2 separate regions of the Oryctolagus cuniculus genome follow, and region 1 is linked to region 2. The links are chromatin contacts, called in public Hi-C maps. All regions are on one chromosome and are shown on one strand. Each heading gives the region's core, a stretch centred on a gene start, on an enhancer-like site or on the middle of the called end of the contact. The rest is flanking DNA. Distances are from core to core; before and after follow the strand shown. Region 1 overlaps EML6 (EMAP like 6). Region 2 has its middle 56 kb from the start of CLHC1.

Evidence for each region. Hi-C and Micro-C count contacts between places; a contact is called where the count stands out from the background.
Region 1: a contact with region 2 is called in a Hi-C map of an unstated tissue, with 4 times the contacts expected there. The contact joins two enhancer-like sites. A contact is called at or near these places in 3 of 6 Hi-C or Micro-C datasets (ear pinna, psoas muscle and an unstated tissue).

The regions. Positions count from the first base shown.
Region 1 is chr2:147,667,863-147,672,677 of mOryCun1.1, reverse strand. It overlaps EML6 (EMAP like 6), which reads left to right. Exons shown (of 44, transcript XR_011386640.1): 22 at 2,358-2,510; 23 at 2,677-2,808. Among named protein-coding and RNA genes, the nearest start is that of RTN4, 150 kb to the right of the region's middle. Within about 2 kb of position 3,502, at least 1 of the 8 cell types and tissues checked has an H3K27ac peak or open chromatin away from gene starts, as enhancers often do.
Region 2 is chr2:147,416,778-147,421,609 of mOryCun1.1, reverse strand. No RefSeq gene overlaps it. Among named protein-coding and RNA genes, the nearest start is that of CLHC1, 56 kb to the right of the region's middle. Within about 2 kb of position 2,484, at least 1 of the 8 cell types and tissues checked has an H3K27ac peak or open chromatin away from gene starts, as enhancers often do.

The DNA of each region.
Region 1 (4,815 bases), core at 2,253-4,752, 250 kb before region 2:
CAGAGAGCTGGCCTGGCAGAGGGGCAACCGGGACAGAATCCGGCGCCCCGACTGGGACTAGAACCCGGTGTGCCGGTGCCATGGGCAGAGGATTAGCAAGCAACCTATTAAACATACCCCACAAAGTCCATACTTGTTATTTGGAAATGTCCTACAAAGCAGGAGAAAGCACTGCTCATGCAGCGCCATCATCCTGGTACCATTTAGCTTCACAGAGATCCCTTGGAAGGTTGTTGTTCCACTTCTTCCCCAACAGAAGAGGCAGGAACAAACTCTCACCACTAGAATTGTGTGTTATAATCTGTGGACTGGAGAGTTAGAGTAGAATTAGAGCCATGAAGTTCTGTAAAGCAAGTCTGTATCTCAAGCATGATACTCAAAAAGCTAGTTTCTAGAGGTTTTAAGATCTTCCATTCTTACATATTATACTTTTCTTATTTTTTTCCTTTTATTTGTTTATTTGAAAGGCAGAGGGGGAGAGAGAGAGAGAGAACTCTTATCTGCTGATTTCCCCTCCACATGCTCACAATAGCCATGGCTGGGCCAGGCCAAAGCTAGGAGCCTGGAACCCAACCTAGATCTCCCGTGTGGATGGTAGGGACCCTAACCTGTGAGCCATCACCTGCCGCCTCTCAGGAATCTGGAATCAGGAGTAGAGCTGGATCTTGACCCCAGGCACTCTGATACACAATGTAGGTGTCCTAAGGGGCATTTTTTTTAAGATTGAAAGGCAGGGTTACAAAAAGAGGGAAAGGGGGCCAGTGCTGTGGCGCAGCAGGTTAACAACCTGGCCTGAAGCGCCAGCATCCCATATGGGTGCTGGTTCTAGTCCCAGCTGCTCCTTTTCCAATCCAGCTCTCTGCTGTGGCCTGGGAAGGCAGTGCAAGATGGCCTAAGTCCTTGGGCCCCTGCACCCACGTGGGAGACCAGGAGAAGCTCCTGGCTCCTGCTTTGGATCGGTGCAGCTCCAGCCATTGTGGCTATCTGGGGAGTGAACCAGCAGATGGAAGACCTCTCTCTCTGTCTCTACCTCTCTCTGTACCTATGTCTTTCAAAAAAAATAAAATAAATATTAAAAAAAGAGGGAAGGACACAGAGAGAGACCTGCCATCCACTGGTTCACTCCCCAAATGGCCGCAACAGTTAGGGCTGGGTCAGGTGGAAGCCAGGAGCTTCATTCAGGTCACCTCTCCTGCTGTCTCAGGAGCCTTAGTGTGGAACTGAATCAGGAGGAGCAGCTGGGACATGACCAGCCCCTGTATGGGATGCTGGCATCACACAAGGCAGCTTTACCCACTACACCACAATACCAGCCCCTAACGGGCATCTTAACCACTATACCCAAATCCCCTCACCTCCTTTCTTGAAAGCAAAGTTACTGATGATATTACTCCCCTGTCGCTCCCCCTCTTTGTGGAGGAACGACACAGGACCCTGCGCTGTTCTTTTGTCTGCTCGGCCCTCCCCGGGTTTGCTGCTGGTTCTTCCCGGGTTGGCTACCGTCCCTTCCACCTCCGTGGAGGGGCAGCTCCCCCTGCCACCTTCCCCACTTCCGCGGGGGAGCGGCACACCGCCGGCCGGCTCTCTCGGGGGCTGCTCAGGTGTTCCTTCAGATGTTCCCCTTAGATGTTCCTGGTGCATGTTGTCTCTCTCCTCCTTTATAGTCCTCTTCCACCAATCCGTGCTCTGCTACCCACACGCTGAGTACGCTGCTCTCCTCCAATCAGGAGCAAGATCAGCTCCTGCAGCTCAGTCAATCAAGTTGGTGAGAGGCAGCTGCGTAGAAGTTGTTACTCCCTTCTCAGCGCCATATTGTGGGAGAGCAGATGCATAGAATAAGTCTTAATTCCAGTAACTTAGTCTAGTCCGAGTTGCTCCCCACACTCCCCTACTCCTTTCTCCCATTCACCCCATTTGCCTTTTGGAAGGTGTTCAGTTACTAAACAATGAATGGATAGACTTAAAGAAATTGAAAGTATATTTTTTATGTTGTTGTTGTCCTTGGATTTGGGGAGAAGGGATGTTTTACGTTTTGAAGTTTTGGTTCTCTTGAGTGTTAAAGACCTAATCCTGGGACCTGTGACACCACCATCCCATATGAGCACTAGTTTTAGTCCAGGCTGCTGCACTTCCAATCAACCTCCCTGCTAATATGCCTGAAAAGCAGCAGAAGATGACTAAGTGCTTGGGTCCCGGCCACCCACCTGAGGTACTAGATGCAGTTCCAGGCTCCCGGCTTTGACCTAGTCCCATGTCCATGCATAGTGCACCTGTGCAGATTTCTCCATCTCTGCCTCTGGTTTGTTCAGAAGTGAAGTGCTGGGTAACCGCAGTGGCCTCTGTGGGTTCCCTTGTAGGTGGTAGATGCTGTGCCTTCTCCCCTGATGGGAAAGCCTTAGCCGTTGGCCTGAACGATGGGAGTTTCCTGGTGGTGAATGCCGACACTGTGGAAGACATGGTCTCCTTCCATCACAGAAAAGAAATGATCTCTGACATCAAATTCTCAAAAGGTAAAGGTGACGTAGATACTTTTAAAAATACCACAGTCTTGGGACAGAAAAATAATGGAAGAATGGACTCAAATGTTTTCTTTACCCTGCTTGGCAAAGAGTAAGTTTCTGGAAGTTAATTCCCACATGAGATGGTTTGGTGTTAACTGCGCATTTCTCTTTATAGATACAGGAAAATACCTTGCTGTGGCATCCCATGATAACTTCGTGGATATCTACAACGTACTTACAAGCAAAAGGGTCGGCATCTGCAAAGGTGCTTCTAGTTACATTACACATATCGACTGGGACTGCAGAGGTAACGTGTGGCTTTCAAACTATGATTTCCGTTTGAAACATAATCGATGTCCATTCATGTACTGCTTCCCAGAGCGTGACAGTGGAACCCACAACAATAGAAACAGTTGTGATTTTACAGCACACAGGTCGCTGCCACTACCCTTGTGTGTTTCCGTCTCTTAATCATTACTGTTTTTAGCATGATCAGTTCAAGCCACTGAGTTGAAAGACGCAACGCCTTCGGCCATCCTAGCACGCCCTTGCCTCACCTTTGGGTTGGTCACGCATGTCCTTATTCTAGGTCTCTGCCTGATGGCTTTCCCTTTTCCAACCAAAGCTCCACCTGCTGGGGGATTGACCAAAACGTGCCAGGCAGTTTTCATCCTCCAGCTGAAATACAAAGCTACATGCAGCTTGCCTCAAGTTTCACCGCTACACCTCCTCCAAGTCATGCCAGAAACATTGTAAGGATGTGTCTGTTTTTAACAAGCTGAGTCTCTGCCGCGTGTAGTCATACGCTTAAATCATGGAGGGTCAGGGAGTTAGAGGTGGTTCTCCCTGTCTGTCGAGTACACAGCTGAGTGAGGACGACACGCTTGCGCTTACACAATACAGGAGCAGAAGCTGGGTAAGCTGTTGGAGAAGAGTGGGTGAGTCAGCTGGGAAGAGGTGGCTGGGGCTGGGCCAGCATGTAGTACCCAGAGGGGACGTCAGTGCTGAAGGGCGGGTCACTCTGAAATCCTGTCCTGGAGGCTTGGACCACGTGAAGTGTCTGAAGCCAGCACCTAGGAATGGACAGATCCCCACAGTCCACAGTGGTAGAGGAGCACCAAGGCCAGCCTGAGCTCTGAGGACAGAGCCCCAGGGGAATCCCTGGGCTCTCATGGGAGTGACCTTTCAGATGAACCTGGAGAGGTGGGTGGGAGTTCACCAGCCAGCAAGGAAGAGCATTCTGGGCCACAGCAGGCCTGTGTGGGAAGCTGTGGAGATGGGAAGGATGGGGAGATTGAGCCATGGGCAGTACTGAGGTGGGGGAAGGGGTGTGTGACGTGCTGGGTGGGTGAGGCCCTGGGTAGCTCTAAGGAGTCTACAGTGTGACATATCCTCTGTCTTGGGGTGGGCCAGAGAAAGATGGTGAGGGCCCCATGAGGTTAGCTCAGACTCCAGAACATTTTTCCAGAGTTACAGAGGCAGAAAGAGATCTTCCATCCGCTGATTCACTCCCCAAATGGCCGCAACAGCCAAAGCTGGTCGATCCAAAGCCAAGAGCTTCTTCTGGGTCTCCCATGCGGGTGCGGGGGCCCAAGAACTTGGGCCATCTTCTGCTGCTTTCCCAGGCCATGGCAGAGAGCTGGGTCAGAGGTGGAGCAACTGGGACTCGAACTGGTGCCCGTATGGGATGCCGGCATTGCAGGCAGCAGCTTTACCCACTGTGCCACAGGCGCCCACCCCAAGATGCCAGAACTTTTATTTCAAGTATTTTTCGAAGCATTGGCCACAAACTAGGGCTTGGCAGTCCTTCCACCAGGTGGGTTTTTAGTTACAGCTGTGCGTGCCAGCCTGGAATCTGGGTTGTATTTGAGCTTTACAACCTGCAGAGGTTTTGCTGAAAGGAATAAATGGTAGGGGAGAAGCATGCAATTTATTATAAGTACAGGTCCCAACAGGAGCCAGGGAAGCCAGGTCAAGTCCCTCTGGTTTTCATGTCAGGGTCACACCAGTTGAAGTTGGCATTTGAGATCAGGCAGGGCTGTGGCCACTAGAGCATGCCTAGAAACTGGGGAGGCCATGGCAGGGGCAGGGCAGGGGTGGCGTGGATAGAAGCAGCTGCTTCTCAAACTCCTTCTTTGATACTTTCTGGTTTGTTGTTTAAAAACATAAACACACAACCAGTTTGAATTTATTCTCTTACTGGGTGGAATGAATTATGGGGAGTCTTATGTGGAACCAACAACATACATACACACAGTACATGGCACAGTATCTGAAACTCCAACACTATGACTATTAAGTAGTTAATACCCCC
Region 2 (4,832 bases), core at 1,235-3,734:
TCTTCAATGAGTTTTGAAACCATCACAAAGATTTTGGAAAAGAGACTCTCTATAATCTGGCAGTAAGTTGACCAGCCTGAGATATTTTTGTCTGTATATTGTAGTTTCCTAAAGACCAAAGTGTGAATACCAAATTTTTTCAAAGCTACAGTTTAGGCATCAGCAAAAATTTTTCTGTAGCCTATACTTAAGCCCAAAGTGCACCAACAGAAAAGTCAGCCAAGCTGTGACAAGCAGGGCAAGCCGCCAACAGTGTGGGATCCTTGCAATATGGCCTCTGAAAGACATCTTATGTCTAGGAAGGAAAGCCCTTCTCACTGCTTTCATCCCTGCAACTGAAAAGCTCAAACAAGTGCTAGAATTTTTTAAATGTTATAATGAGGGCCGGTGCTATGGCGTAGCAGGTGAGGCAGCCGCCTGCAGTGCCGGCATCCCAAGTGGGCACTGGTTCGAGATCCAGCTGCTCCACTTCCAATCCAGCTCTCTGCTGTGGCCTGGGAAAGCAATAGAAGATGGCTCAAGTCCTTGGGCCCCTGCGCCCACGTGGGAGACCCGGAGAAAGCTCCTGTCTTCGGATCAGTGCAGCTCCAGCCAATGCGGCCATCTGGGGAGTGAACAAGTGGATGGAAGACCTCTTCCTTTCTCTCTGCCTCTCCTTCTTTCTGTGTAACTTTGACTTTCAAGTAAATAAATAAATCTTTAAAAAATGTTATAATGTAGAAGATTTTTTCCTTAAACGGTCATATTCCTGGGGATACACACCTCTCAAGAATGGTCCTGGAGCTGCACAAGTCTTAACATCTATAATGCCGTATTCAAAACTATGACCAGCCACAAAATGACCCGAGAAAAACAATTCAAGTTGCTGTCTTGCTGGCATCTCTTCTGCCATCTACTGAGTGAAATTGGTACTACATCCTAGTAAATGCATACAAGCAAAGAAAATTCTTTGTCCTGTTATGATTCTTCCATTTTACCTCTTAACATACTGTATTAACGATCATTTGTGTTTAACTTTTACTTCCTGTTCAGCAAGTAACCACAAGATATATAGGATGTCTCATTTGCCATCTAGAAGGTAATCAGGAAACGGTTGTTGAATTAAGTAATTTTGGATGTTGCATGGGCCTTAATAAAAAGAACATCTTAGGAATCTTTTGTACGGACTCCTCTTTCAACACCAGGAAGCTACCATAATTATAACAGAGAATGGCAGCAAGTTTATCTTCTCCACATTGCCTTATTCAACCGATATGAGTAAATTTCATAACCTCCTCCATCAGCAAATCACTGTCTCGGACAGAAATCGTCTGTTCTTCAATTCTTTGGCTCATGTAGAGTAAAGCTGATTCATGTTTACTGTGAGGGCCTTTATACACTCAAAGGCAGCACTGTGGTTGTGCTTTTGTTTTATTCCAAAGCTGAGCACCTTTCTACTCTTCTGTCTTCATTATTAATACGTGCTCAAAATTTATAATAGTTTTCTTGCTGTGCAGTCTCAGAACTACCTCCACTGCTCTCACTAGCATTTAGGCACACACGAATATAGCAAGTATCTGTGGTGCCTGCTGTTGCCCTGCATGCGTGGGCATACCTTGCACTAGGCAATCCTACCATTCACCAGGCAGATACACTAGCAGTGGGTTATTCATTCCCAGAAAGATTTCTTCAAATTGACTGCTTCAATGGTATTATGATTTATAAAATTCCACTTATAAAATGTTCATTTATGAGCAATTTTTCATGAATTACATGTCACAGAGTAAAAGCTGCTATAATCTTACTAATGTCTGATTGATGTATCATTTGACCTTAATGTATGTGCCTTTTTCTGGTGATAGGAACTCCTCATAATCTCCCATTCCTTCCAGATATGGTCCGCAAAGAGACCATCTCCTGCACTGAAGACCACCGTGTTTATGTGAGACCTGGAAAGGCACTCTCAGAGGGTAGAGGAAACTTTCATATAAGAGAATATTTATAGATACAAACAGCCTAAAGGAGTTTTCTCCATCTTTAGAGAGAACCACTTGAGCAAGAGACTAGATGGAACAACCTTGACAGTCAGTCCCCTGTTCTGTGCCCTCAGGAAGACAAGCAAAGTCATTCTGGTGCCAGAATGAGGACCTGCCTCCGTTCTGCAGACTGGAAGGCCACTGGGGACCCACTGACGTTTGTCCCCCTCGTTACCATCGTAGTATCACCACAGCCTGTCTCTGAGTGCTCAGTAATTTATCAACATGCTCACTTAGGGAGGCTGAGTAAGAATACCACGCAGATTTTTCAGACTGATTTATAACCTGTTTGCTTATCAATCAAAGGAATTGGTCAAAGCCTACAGTTCAAACATCTACAACCATTAACATATAAATGCCTAGCTCTTAAAGAAACTTGGCCAAGATTTTGCATAATTCAGCCCCACTGGTGGAGGCTGCTTCCAAAAATGTACATTCTCATACTGAGTCTGTGCTTTTAAAATGTGTGCTTGTAAGTTGTGAGGGAAGAGTTCCAGGAGAAAACGAATGATGGTTTTGTTTTAGGTATCTCCATCTATGTACAACGAAGAGCTGGAGTGTCTTGGTCTGTTTTGTGCAGCGAGAACAGAATGCCTCCTGCATGATAACTAAGAAAAAATCAAATGTGCTGGCTCACCGTACCAGAGGCTGAGAAGTCCAAGCTCAAGGTGTCGGCACCTGGCAGAGGCCTTCTTCCTGCATAACCGGTGGACGGCATCACAAGGCGGCAGGACTCAGAGCAAGAAAGGGCCCGAAAGTGTCCGTGGACGAACAGCCCACCTCGGAGACAACAAATTCACTCCCTGGGCAACGGCATTAATCCATTCATGAGGGCAGTGCTCCAGGATCCAAATATTTCCTGTTAGTCCACACCTCCCAGTATGCTGAACTGGGGGATCAAGCGTCTACCACATGAACTTTGGGGGACACATTCAAAGCATAACAGAGGGTGACATGCACTTTATGTTAAGCCCAAATGCAACTAAAGCTACTATATTACCTTTTTGACCAAACCCAAGAAAACAAGGTAACAGAATACAACCCATGCAATTACTCCTTGGATGAAAAAGATAGGTTCTCCTTAGCCGCCTTAACACATTGATCCCCATGAGATCTTGAAAGAGGGGGCTGCACTCTGTGCAGGACTGAAAATGCTTGGTGCTGACTACCGCTGCAGGCAGAACAGAGTGATGATGGCAACCCCCCACAGCACAATGGGGTTCCCACCGAAAGGTAACTGATAGAAATAAGGACCCATGTAGAGAAATCTTTAAAATGCACTCTTTTGAAAAACATTACACTGCTTCTTACCCATCTTTATGGAAATAGCATTGGGGAAGAATACTGATGGATTAATTCTTTTAAAAATACTTATTTTACTTGAAGGACAGAGAGACAGAGATCTTCCACCTGCTAGTTAACTCTTCAAATGCCTGCGATACCAGAGTCTGGGCCAAGCAGAAGCCTGTAACTCAATCTGGATCTCCCATGTGGGTGCAAGTGACTCAACCACTTGAGCCACAACCTGCTGCCTCAGGGTACACATTAGCAGGAAGCTGGACAGGGAGCAGAGCCAGGACTCAAACCCAGGCACTCTCATATGGGATGCAGGCGTCCCAGGCGGAGTCTTAACTGACATCACCACATGCCTATCACCTAGAGTAATTCTTAATGTGGAAGAAGGTGTCAAAATTACATGAATCTTTCTACACAGAGATTGTATCTGTGCTGCCTTTCGAGTTTCTCTGCATTAGAAATTACAATGACCTCCATATTGGACTGGCAATACACATATTAGCTATACTAGCTATTGTCCCTTTTGTTACCAGCATATCAATAGATGAGGCACTCTGTCGCTCTTTCTGAGAAAGCATGATAATTGCATGAGAAAGCATGATAATTCTTTACTTCTTTTATCCACTAAAAAAAAAGGCTTCATTTAAAATTGATGGAAACAAGAAATTAAACTTGGCCTCCTGAGTTTAGGACCAAGATATCAAATTGATGGCCTACAGGTTAAATTTGCTCTGTAGATACAGTCTATTTGGCCCACAAAGTACTATGAAAGTCAGGACTGCTCACATCAAATCTACATTTCCATCTTCTGAGAGGATAACACAAATCTATAGTCCAACTTTATAAAAACTGTTGGCACTTGCCAAAATTGCCACTGTTTAAAGTCCTCAGATCCCCCTGTATCTAAATGTGATCCATTCCACTCATTTACAGTAGTCCCTGACCTCTACACGTACTTCTGAGTGACCTTTTGTTTGGAGTCTAAGAAAAGAACATCAAGGAGTGAATACAGATTCCCAAGATAGAGAGAGTGCCTAGAGATAGCTGATGAAAAAAAGACAATATTCCATGAATAATAGTATCTTCACTATATAGTGAATATATATATTAAAACTTATTTATGTATTGGAAAGACAGAATTATTACAGAGAGAGAGGAAAAGATACACACAGAGAGAAAGAGAAATCTTCCATCCATTGGGTCACTCTCTAAATGGCCATAGTGGTTGGGCTGGGCCAGGCCAAAGCTAGGAGCCTGGAACTCCATCTGGGTCTCCTATGTGGGTGGCAGAGGTCCAAGCACTTGGGCCATCTTCTGCTGCCTTCCTAGGAGCATTAGCAGGGAGCTAGATGGAAAGTGGAGCAGCTGGGACTTCAACTGGCACTCATACAATGCCAGAACCTTGAATATATTTTTTTTAATTCGGAACATAATAGCAGTGGGCATTTGGCTCAGCAGGTAAGACGTGGCTTACCTGCATTCCATACAGGAGTGCTGGGCTTCAAGTACTGTCTCTGTTCT